Regions from separate parts of the Anas platyrhynchos genome. Here region 2 is linked to region 1. Evidence: chromatin contacts called from public Hi-C data. All regions are on one chromosome and are shown on one strand. Each heading gives the region's core, a stretch centred on a gene start, on an enhancer-like site or on the middle of the called end of the contact. The rest is flanking DNA. Distances are from core to core; before and after follow the strand shown.

Region 1 (5,639 bases), core at 976-3,475:
GTTAACATGCCACAGAATTCATAAAAAAAAAAAAAAAAAATCAGATCCTATTTTGACCAAGTGAAACCCTAGGGAAAATAGAGTCATTAAGTACAAGCCCACCAGCCTGACAGCTTGAGCCGCCAAGCTCACGAGTTAACACTGTAACGCTATAATTATGGAACTGTAAAAATGTTTTACGCTTGCATTTCATCTGTAAGATGTGGAGTTCTTCCATCAAAACACTACGGAAACATTTCAGTGCAGATTTCAGAGAAAAAGCTGACACAAAGCAATTGCCAAGGTGGCCGCCTGCAATGCCCAGGGGTTGCATCCTGGCCAGGACTTGGCCAAACCCACCTTACCTTTTGAGAATTGACAAGCTTAACGTAACTCCAAGTGGCACGGCTGCTAGTTTTAATGAAGTAACAGGATTATTCAGATAAAAATGTACCCTAAATCACGCTGCATAATTGCAACTCGATATAAAACATAAGCAAATTACTGAGGTTTAAAGAATTTGACACAGTAAAGCAGCAAGAAAAAGAACTGCTCTCAGTAATTCAATAGAGCCTTCAGTTACAGGCTTCGTCTGGCAGAGGAGCAAATACAAGGGAACAGTCTGTCTTAAATCAAAGAGATTTCTCTAAAGCCAATGCTAATAATAGCTCAAGTTAGCCTATATTCAAGAGAGGATTTCCAGGTTATAATTAACTAGAAGAGGGAATATTTTAACCAACATGGAGTTTTAGCTATTGTTCACACACTCAATTTCTGTGTCACTGAAACGAACACAGGCACACATATGTAACACACTTCCATCATACTAAGCAAGTACTGGATTTAAAAGGGAATGGAAAAAACTCCTTTACATCAGAGTGAAACGCACACACTAATAATCATGCAGTTTTGCAACTGCTTTAAGAAATATTGGTAAGTTTAAAAAACAAAAATAAAGCCAGAATGCCCAAGAGCAAGTGTTAGTAATAGAGGCCGAAGTGCAGCCAAGCCACCAATGTGCTTCTGTAAAATGAAGCCAGCTTCCTTCTCCAATGAAAAAATTCAGAAATCACACTAGAAACCAAGTCAACCATACCCAAGTTTGTGCATGGTGCTGACAAACTACATAAGGCCGATCTCCACTGAAATGCACTCTAAGTTAAAGAGGCAGAAAGAAGGGGAGCACACCGTGCAAACGGCAGCTCAGCTGGAAGTGCTGCTGCACTGCTCCTCAGAGCTGAATGTGAAAGCATTAACTGAAACGGTTAACCTTCGATCAAGTGAATGGATTGACTTCTAAGTCCTTGCAAGCACACTCATATGGAACAAGGATATTCTGAAGATTAACAATACTCTTGTGTATGTGATGAGACTCTCAGCCACAGTATTTTTCAGTCTTATTGCGATAGTGCGGCCAGAACAGACGAAACTACCGAGGTTCTGCTGCTGTGGTTTCTCGCTTACAAAGCATTATGCAAACTGGCAGGGGTTAAGCTTTCCCCACAAGCCACCAGTTGACCTTTGAAACAAATAGGTGGTGAAGTTCTGATCTAATTGCGTATCTACAAAACCCTCAACGTGTATTTTAAAAAGCAGAAATACAAGCACGCATCATGAAGCAGCTTCTGCCCAGCTGCTGCAGCCGTTAATGCCTGTAGCAGTTCGCAGGGCATCCCAGCCTCTTCAGTTCGCCCCATAGCTATGGGTGGATATGCATAAATCTACTGCTTTCCCATTTTTCATCTCTGGGTATTCCTACTATTTAGGAAAGCTTCTAAGCGAGTTTTCCCAGCTGACAGCAATGACTCTAGATGATTCTGTCATCAGCCCGTCCCCCCTGAGAACCAGCATTTCAAGACCCATGAAGGTACATCATCACAGGCCACAGCAACCTGCTGGAGACAACGTCTCCTCATTCTATCTGATAACATCCCTAGATTTTAGAAACAGTTTGACCAGCTGCTGGAGAGATGAGGGAACTGTGGTATTTGCACAATGAAGGCTGTTCTGGCAGGAAGCACTCTACCTCGATTCTGCAGGAAATGGAAAAGGCCAGTAAGTATTTCTCTTCCTTTTTACTTAGCCCTGAAGTAGAGATACTCTCTCCTAAAGAGCCAACCGCACAACGAGCCCTGCCCCACTTCTCCCTCCAGCCAGCAGCCCGGGCGATGCGAGGCACATTCACAACATCTGCTTCGTTTCTGCTGACAGCAAACCCAAAGATCAACGCGCAGGGGAGGAGCTGGATCGCAGCGCCGCGAGCAGACACAGCCTCAAAGGCTAGCGAGCTCTCCGCCTGCCTGTGCTACCCAGCACCACCTCCTGCCCACGCTTCGCTCCAAACAAGGTGAATTGGGGTCTCAAGTATGCAGCTACAGAGAGGAGAAGGGTATAGGCAGAGATGACGTGATCCCGCTTGCAGCAGTACAGTGTGAGGAGTAAACCGGCTCGGTCCTCTGATGAACGCCAATAAATGCTGTTCTCTGCTCAATGTCACTGACAGATGTCGGTGTAATTGCATTTAAACAAACTAAAGGAGGCTTACCTATATTGTACAATCTCACTTAATATAAAATACATAAAATACTCCAAAGCTACACGTAAATCATAAACAACCACAGGGAAATAAACCCCAGAAGCCACTCTGTGCCAGTTCAGTACTCTGCAATTATCTCACAGCCCGCTATTTCTGAGTGAAGTGCTCACAAAAATAACCATTTTAAGTAAATGCTTCTGTCAGCTTCTCAGGGTAGACAAGTCTTTTCAGATTGTGTCAAAATCCACGCTTGAAGTTACATTTACCTGCGTAGCTACTGCAGAGTGACAAGCACCCTTGATTTCATGGTGGGCCAGTCTGCTTTGAACAAACCAAACACCACCCACATTTTTATTCTTTTTTTCTTTATTTGAGTATTTTTATTTGAGTATTTTATAAGGTACGCCCTAGTATATAATAGGTGGAGCTTTTGCAGCAGCAAAAAACATGAATGAAACATAATCCCCATATACAAGAGAAACACTCAAGGTGCCATGGCAGCTTCCAGTGCTAAGGACTTGCTGCTGCTGTCTCATTTAGGAGGAGCTAGAAAGCTGATGGGACGTAGGCTTTTTTATCACAAGAAGCAAATTCAAGGGTAGGTAATGCTGTTCCAGCTATTTTTCCTCACGCAATCACCACCTCAGGGTGCCACTTCACGACATGTCTTCAGCCAATTTAGCTGCCTGACACTGCTGAGGAGCGGAGGTCCTGCTCCTGGCTACCCCTTCATCCCTTTGCTATCATATCCACTCCGTCCTCTCACCACTTACCTTTTGCCAAATTTAGCACATTCCTGACTGCACAACAATCCAATTCACCTCACTGCAAGCAGCAGAAAAATAGCCTGGCAAAAGACTGCACTGCCATTCTAGTGAGCTGAATCAGTTTGCCCTGTGATTAAACGAATGCCAGAGCTAGCCCAAGAGATTTGTAAGGCAGGAGGGAAGGAGGAAAGCTCTTTGTAGGAACAGCAAGCTGTAAATTCAGTTCAACCAGAAGGAAAAAAAATAAATAAATCACCCCTTCAAGCCAACTGGACGCCTGCCAGCTTCACCCATCTCACCACCCTAACTGGTATGCATCAAAGAGATCAAAGACAGCTAGCTACTGTGAACTGTCTCACAACAAATTATTTGATCATCTGAACCAAACCCACCATGACACACAGCAAAAATTAACCAGATTGTTGAGACCAAGTTATGATTCATAAGTAACTGCTGTCTCCACACATCTTTAACTAAAACTGGCAATTCACCCTACACCACACGAGTGCAGATCATCTCTCATGGATGTTCTGGCAATTCCTTGGAAGCTTTTCCAAACCAGAAAAACAGGTGTCCCGAACATTACCCCGGCATGTTTCTGACAGGGCTTGTTCTCAGGGAGTCTACCACAAACATTACAATCCAGCAAGGCATTAATAACAGCAAATTTCACCGATCATCACCAGGTGACTGGATGTGTCAGAACAGGCACAAACTTGTAGTCAAATCCCTTGATTCACATACTCACCGTCCATAAGGAGCCAGTGGCCAGTGAGGACCCAGATAAGTACAAGCATCACAGACAAAGAAAATGAGAGCAACTCAGCAGCAGTGAAACGCCCGCAGCAGCCAAAGGAAATCCTAGGAACAACATGTAAACATAAGCTGCAATGTTTCCATTTAAAGAACAGAAAATGGATGCTACCGGAACAGAGCTCAACTGCTGATGAAAGACGCCAAGAACAACTGAGGGGAAGCTCCTTTGCCACAAGTAGGTACCAAAACAGCAACAAAATACAAGCTTTCCTCACGTTCAAATCACATGTGTAAAGCCTGAACTACGAAGATGGAAAAAAAATAACAAAAACCTGTAAATCCTGGCACCTCTCTTAAAATCGTTAGTATGAATGCTATTTCCTAGTACCATCTATGACAGTGCTTTTTGGAGCATGAACTCCAGTCACAAGGTAAGGAAAGAATTAGTTTCAAAACATGGCTCGAACAATCGTCATTTTCACTAGCATAACTACAGTCCCTGAAAAAACAGCATTATCATCCAGAGTTTAATGTTAACAAACATTAAAACCCACTACTAATTCTGAAACTGAATTCTCAGCCAAAATAACCCAAACTTCTTAAATGCTGTTGGGAAATCTAGTCTCCTGCAATTGTATTGTATTCCCCAGGCTGGCAAACATGCGTGACTTGCAGAAATTGTGCTTCCTAGTTTCAAAGTGGAAACACAGCGTTCACACACACAAAAAATATGCATGAACTTCAGCCCCGAGGTTAATGCTCATAACCAAAGACTCTGTTAAAGAATTCTCATTAAAAGAAATGAATACAGCATACGAGAAGAGGAACAAAACATTTCTCAAGTCCTTACTTGTTTTGAGGCGAACAAGGCCGTGTTAAGTACTGGCACATCGGGAGCAGAAGGAAAGCAAAAGCTATTGTTGCAAGGACTAGAAAAGGAAGAAAAGGTAATATTAGTACATTCAGACCTGATTTCTACAGTACACAAACAAGCTTCACCAATTTGAAAAAGCTCTTGGAACAATGTCCTATTATCATATGCTGCAGTATTATTGAAGCAAGAGCAGTTAAAGACTCCAAGGTTTTCTGCAGAACTTCTATTGCTTTCAAACTGCAATCAAAATAAAGGCTCTCAAAGGAATTACATGCTCCTATCTCCAAGTCTAAAAAGAAAAAAAAAAAGAAAAAAAAAAGTCAGTCTCAAAGCTGTTCATGATCATGTCTGCAAGAAAAACAGTTTCCAAACATTCTAGGAGTCAACAAAAACATCAGAACTTGCTACAAACTGGCTGTGAGATTCTTCTAAAATTATTTAACATATGACAGATTAAGGCAGCGTAATAAAGGGGTTCTCTGGCTTTTCAACTCAATCACTTTTTTCTCCCTTCTTACTCATAACTGTTTATTGACTACTGAAATATATTACAACTTAAAGCACTGCATATTTTACCAATTCTAAAGTTTTTGAAAACAGGGAAAATGATAAAATCACACAAATAAGCAAAAGGGCTATTTCCATAAATACTTTTTTTTTTTTTTCCAAGAAGCATATTTATTCCACCCAAACATCTGTAAAAGCGTTTAGTAAGTGCTGGTATTTA
Region 2 (5,639 bases), core at 1,623-4,122, 49 kb after region 1:
AAAACAATAGCAAAAACAGAATCAGTTCTCATCTCTTCAAAATACCATCGCTAGCAGATGTCAGCAGGCCTATTTTGTGTAAATGTTTGCAGTGCTGATGTCCAGCAATCATAGCGTGAAAGTACATTTTATGAGGTATTTCTAACACATCAGAGACAATTCAGAAAAGGAGAGCAACAACTTTATTATGAACCTGCAGTGATTTGATGATGAATGTTGATAGCTTTGCACTACAAGGGGCAATCAAGCTTCAGACTTCTGGACAAAAGGGAAGCACTGCTGAGGCCAGGAACCCATTTCCTCACTCTCAATTTACATCTGTCCAAAGGTAGGTACATGAAAGGATTTTTCTTGATGTCAAATACCTGATCTGACATCTCTGAAAACACTTCATCTTGACAGCAGCTACCCACGACACCGAGGAACACAAAAAGTGCTCGTTCTGAGAAAGCTGCCTTTGCAACACACAAAAAGGACTGGGTCCAGCAAATGGACAGGATGAAACCTGCCAACTTCCAAACTGTACAGCAGCACGAATTACTGGACACAGTTCTGCACAAATTCCTTTATAGAGCTATCGGTTTCCTTAGCCGACAACTTAACATGCCCACTTTTCCTAAAAGCACTAAAGCACCAGCCAATTTTATGCGGAGCTGTATTGCCATAATTAAAAATAAGCAAATGCAAGAGTGTTGCTAGAAGTGTAAGTAATTAAACACGTACGCAGACAAGAGCGCGCAAGTTACAGGGCAGGATTCCTTAGGATGAAACTGGATTTTGATCTTTCTGCAGCCTCCAGATAATACTGATCACAGGGCTAAATGGGAAGTGACAGAAACCTCAAAAATAGGAGGACACGTCAGTGAATACAGACACGACAAAATTACAGTGTTTTGAGATGTTAGACTCACATCCTTGCTCTGCTACAAACCTGATCTGCAACAAAGAGCTGCTGCTCTTGGGATCCGTCTAACAACCAGCACAGAAAAACTTAAATCCCAGCTTCATTTCCCTAATGAACCTGACCTAAAGAAGAGTTAATCCTCTTCCTAGCCAGGAGCAAAAGCCCCATACATCGACTGGTTCTTGAGAGAGAAGTGACAGAACACAGGATTGGGGGCTGTCAAAGTCTCAACATGTGGCAGGACAGAAATCCCCACTGGCTCCCAAGTTTTAAAAGTAATAGGAAATATTTCCAGAACTATTTAGAATAGAAATCCCATCTACACATCCAGCACACACCAAGGTCAAAAGTTGAGATTTAACTCCTGTTTTAGTAAGAATATCATAACTCTTAAAAAAAAAAAATCTGCAAGAAACAGCCCTGGATGTTATCACTAGAATGAATTTTAAATGCAGCGAGAGCATCACAATCAAATCTCTGCAGTGGCCAGGTCAAGAGAGCGGATGCACTCAAAAATCATTTGACGTATTTCGGCTGCAATCCTCAACAATACCAAAAACCCAGCATTACATGAAGAAAACAGCCCCCGGCTCCTCAACCCACCGCCGGCTAGGCCCAACACAGTGTCAGGACGCCGAAAAAAATGCCCTCTGCTTTGATTTGCTATACTTGATGTCTTCCCACAGGAACTGGTCTCTTCCTCCTCGTTCTATTTCCTGTACACAGAACAAGCCCATTGTCACCGGGCGAGCCCCCCCGCGCACACACACAGGGCCCAGCCAGCCCTACACAGCCGGGGAGGGCAGGTGCTGAGCTCCGGGCAGCCCCCGGGGACCTGAGGAACCCCGAGGAGCCCCAGGACGGGGAGGCCGGAGGAGATCCTCTGCTCCGGGCAGCCCCAGCACCGCCGTGAGGCACCAGGGCCAGGAGAGAAGCTGGGCACACAGCACCCCAACCCCACACACAGCACCCCAACCCCACACAGAGCACCCCCACACACCCGGAGCACCCCAATGCCACACACACAAACACCCCAACCCCACACACACGTTAACAGCACCCCAAACACACAGCGCACCCCAGCCCCACGCACAGCACTGCCACCCTACACACATAGGGCACCACAACCCAATCCCCCAACAGCACCCCAGCCCTACACAGCACCCCACACACACACAGAGCACCCCACACACAGGATCCCTCCTCACACAGAGGATCCCCTTGCAAACACAGGATCCCTCCTCACGCACAGATCCCCTCACACACACACACACAGGATCCCTTCACACGCAGGGATCCCCCCCCTCACACAGGATCGCCCCTCACACACAAATCGCCTCGCACACAGGATCCCCCCCCCTCACACAGATCTCCTCACACACAGAGCCCCTCAAACAGACAGGATCCCCCCCCCCTCACAGATCTCCCCTCACAGATCCCTCCTCACACAGATCCCCTCACACATACAGGATCCCCCCCCCCCCTCAGATCCCCTCACATCAGATCTCCCCTCACAGATCCCCTCACACCGGATCCCCTCACAGATCTCCCCTCACAGACCCCCCCTCACACCGATCCCCTCACACCCCCCATCACCCCCCCCCCCCGCGGCCCGCAGCGCGGCCCGGCGCCTCACCAGGAGTAGGTCTGCTCCGCCATGGCTGCGGCAGGCCGGCCGGCCCCGGGCTCCTCCTCCTCCTCCTCCTCCTCCTCCTCCTCCTCCTGGCCGCCCGCAGGCTCCGGGGCTCAGCGGCGGCCCCGCTGCGGCTGGCGGCCCAACATGGCGGCGGCTGTGAGGAGCGAGGGAGGGGAGCGGGGGGGGGGTCCCCGCCCGGGCGGGGAGGGCGATGGCGGCGGGAGGAGGAGGAGGACGCTCAGCAGCCGCGCCGCGGGGCCGCGCTGAGGAGCCGCCGGGGCCTCATGGCCGGCGGGGAGGAGGCGGCGGCGGCGGCGGGGAGGGGCGGGACGGGGACGGGCGAGGCGTGAGGGGAAGGAGGGCGGGGGGGGGAGAGGCTGAAGGGAGGGGGGGGGGGGGTCCGGGCCGGGCCTCGCCGCGAACCCGCGCTCGCGCACGGGCGGGGGGCGGGGCCGCGCGGGGTCACGTGCCCACAACACGCTCACGTGCCGCCGCCTCCCTCGGGCTGCGCGCATGCGTGCGGCAGGGCGGGGGGCGCTGCTTGGCGGGCCCGGCCGCACCGATACTGGGCGGGCGGGAGGATTTTGGGGGGGGGGAGCCCGGAGGGGGTCCCGCAGGGTCGGGGTGAGGGGCGGTGAGGGTTCGGGTGTCCCCCGTGTGGTGGGGTGCTGGGGGAGGCTCGTTCCTCCGGGCTGTGTCAGCTCCCGAGCAGGGAACGCTGCCGGGTCGGTAACAGCCTGGGTTCGCTGCCCCGGGGGCACCGGGATCGGGGCCCTGCCCCCGGCCGGTCCCGGGCGTCCCTGGGCTCGGGGCCGGGATCGGGGCTGGGCTCGGGGCCGCTGGGTGCGGGGCGGCCTCGCTCCCTGCTCCTCGCGGCGGGGGAGGGAGGCGAGCCGAGGTTAGCTCGCAGCTGGAGGTGAGGGAACCGCACGAAATAGGAGAAGAACGCCCAGGTCTGGTAAAAAAATAGGTGGCTGGGGTTGGTGTTTTGTTTTTTTTTTTCGAGGTATGCAGAAATTCTGTGCCTTAATATAACTTCGCGAGAATCTTCAGAAAAATGAATGGGCGTTGGGACAGCCTCCGTGCACCTACAGGTGCATCACGGCTCCAAAATGGCCTCTGGAGCCCACCTGAGCTTATTTTTATTAGTGGTGGATAGAATATGTGACTTAATCTTGCTCACCTGGGTTATTCTCTTAATTGGGGGTTAAAAAAACAAACAGCTTAGGCTTGTGTGTAGTCATGAGACAGGATTAAAAGCTGAGAACAAATAATTTCTTCTCAGTTCTGTGTAATCCTGGGTGGCTCGCTTCTCTGCTAGCTTGGTTTCCTCATCAGTAAGGAGGAAAGGCAGCGTGCTCCAGCCACCTGAAGTGTAGGGGCACTGTCAACTGATGTTGCATGGGCAGATGCAGAGTTACTGGTGGAGGGAACGCCAGGGATTCTTGTGCTTAACTTTAAACAAGCATTTAGCAAGAAGCTTCAAAAGCCTCTGCACTGTGCATGCATCGAAAACATGGTGAAGAGTTGCACTGGAGATGGAAGGAAGTCAAAGGAAGTCATCTTCTCTCCCCTTTGTTTTCTTCTGGAGTCTTACAAGTGATTCACAGCTTTGGGGTGTTGTCACACCTCAACATACAAATCCTCTGCACTTTTTATATTGTGGACAGGAATGACCTTAGAGCTCCCGACGCTTAGAAAAATCTGCTTGGGAATTGGATTTATCAACCAGGTGGTGTGAATAATCAAAGCATCATGACCGACTGGCTTAGTGGGATTCCTGCTGGGGTCAGTCATGGCTGCGATGCGTTGGGGAAGGATCAGGCAGCAACGCTAACATCTCTCACCCAGCTCAGGCAAGGCTACCTTGCAAATAATTTTCCTCTGACCATATATCTCCCAATTTACACCCCATACACAATACTTGTGCTTATCTCAGTAAGATTTAAAGCTTTGGGGGATAGGATATAAACAGAGAGGAGCGAGTCATGCATATAACCTTGAGCTGTAGGGTACATAGCCTGGTTGATCAGTTTGCATGGAAATTAGGGTTTTCCCTGTTTCAAATTTAAAAATGTTCAGACTAGTGATAGGACTTGCACAATGGAGAAGTCCCCTTGCTTTCTCCTTCCTTATCACAGCAGAAGAATCTACAGTAACAACTAGAAAACTGACAAATAATTTGGAATCTTCACTCTGTTGTGGTGCTATCCCAGTATTTGGGATGTGTGCTTATACTACCCTTTTCAATGGTTCTGATACAATAAATGCAAGAGAGAAGACTTTTTGAATCAATGCAGGGAAAGATAAATCAATGTTTCAATGTTGTCTTGATACTAAATATCCTTTCTTAGTTTTTTTTCTGAGACAATGTAAAAGACACTGATATCTATAAAGCAATATCCCTGCTTTGTGCCCTTACTGAAATAGCTTCCAGTTTGTCAGTTTTGCAAAACTTGCAACACATTAATTTGACAAAAGTGATCCTTGGTTGATGAGCATTGAAGTATATTTTTTTCCAGCATCTCAGACTTTGTGTGTAAATTACTAAATGGTTTTGCAAGGTTGCTCCATCATGTTACACTGGTCAGATGAATTCACAGGAGAAACTTATTCCTCCTCGCAGACTCAACATCTGCCCTCACTCCAAAGGGGAGCACAGCTTGCATTTTGCAGGTAGCTTTTCCAGCATCTCTTTAGTGTATATTTTCTTTGGACCTACAAGGGAGCTTTACTCTGAATTTCAGTGACAATTTACTCTGGCATTACAAAGCCCTTCCAAAATAGCTGTTCTTTCTGGTGTCTTTGATGCAGACTGATGCACTACCTAGACCTGTCAAAGTATTTCAAAACTAGCAGTAAACAAAAATATTGTATTTTTTTATGTAGTTCCCAGAACACAGACAGGCAAGTATGGTAGAGAATCAGATGAAAGTACTGACTACAAAGAGTCCTCATCTCCAAAGAGCTTAAATGTCATTAGATGACATTTGGCTAACCACGTCTTGATGCCTTTATAATGGAGGTGGGAAGAAAACCAGAGCAGATTCATCATGTAGATTCACTTCACCTTTCAGGAAAGGACATGACAGCTAGAGT

What was found. Hi-C and Micro-C count contacts between places; a contact is called where the count stands out from the background.
Region 2: a contact with region 1 is called in a Hi-C map of subcutaneous adipose tissue, with 2.2 times the contacts expected there. The contact joins the promoter of SPPL3 here to the enhancer-like site in region 1. A contact is called at or near these places in 5 of 8 Hi-C or Micro-C datasets (F1 follicle, liver, skeletal muscle and 1 more).

Annotation. Positions count from the first base shown.
Region 1 is chr16:7,976,141-7,981,779 of IASCAAS_PekinDuck_T2T, forward strand. It overlaps SPPL3 (signal peptide peptidase like 3), which reads right to left. Exons shown (of 11, transcript XM_027470105.3): 5 at 4,889-4,967; 6 at 4,031-4,143. Among named protein-coding and RNA genes, the nearest start is that of ACADS, 22 kb to the left of the region's middle. Within about 2 kb of position 2,226, at least 2 of the 8 cell types and tissues checked have an H3K27ac peak or open chromatin away from gene starts, as enhancers often do. A contact at or near this core is called in F1 follicle and subcutaneous adipose tissue, where this site is marked.
Region 2 is chr16:8,024,141-8,029,779 of IASCAAS_PekinDuck_T2T, forward strand. It overlaps SPPL3 (signal peptide peptidase like 3), which reads right to left and starts at 2,873. Exons shown (of 11, transcript XM_027470105.3): 1 at 2,541-2,873. The coding sequence starts at 2,563.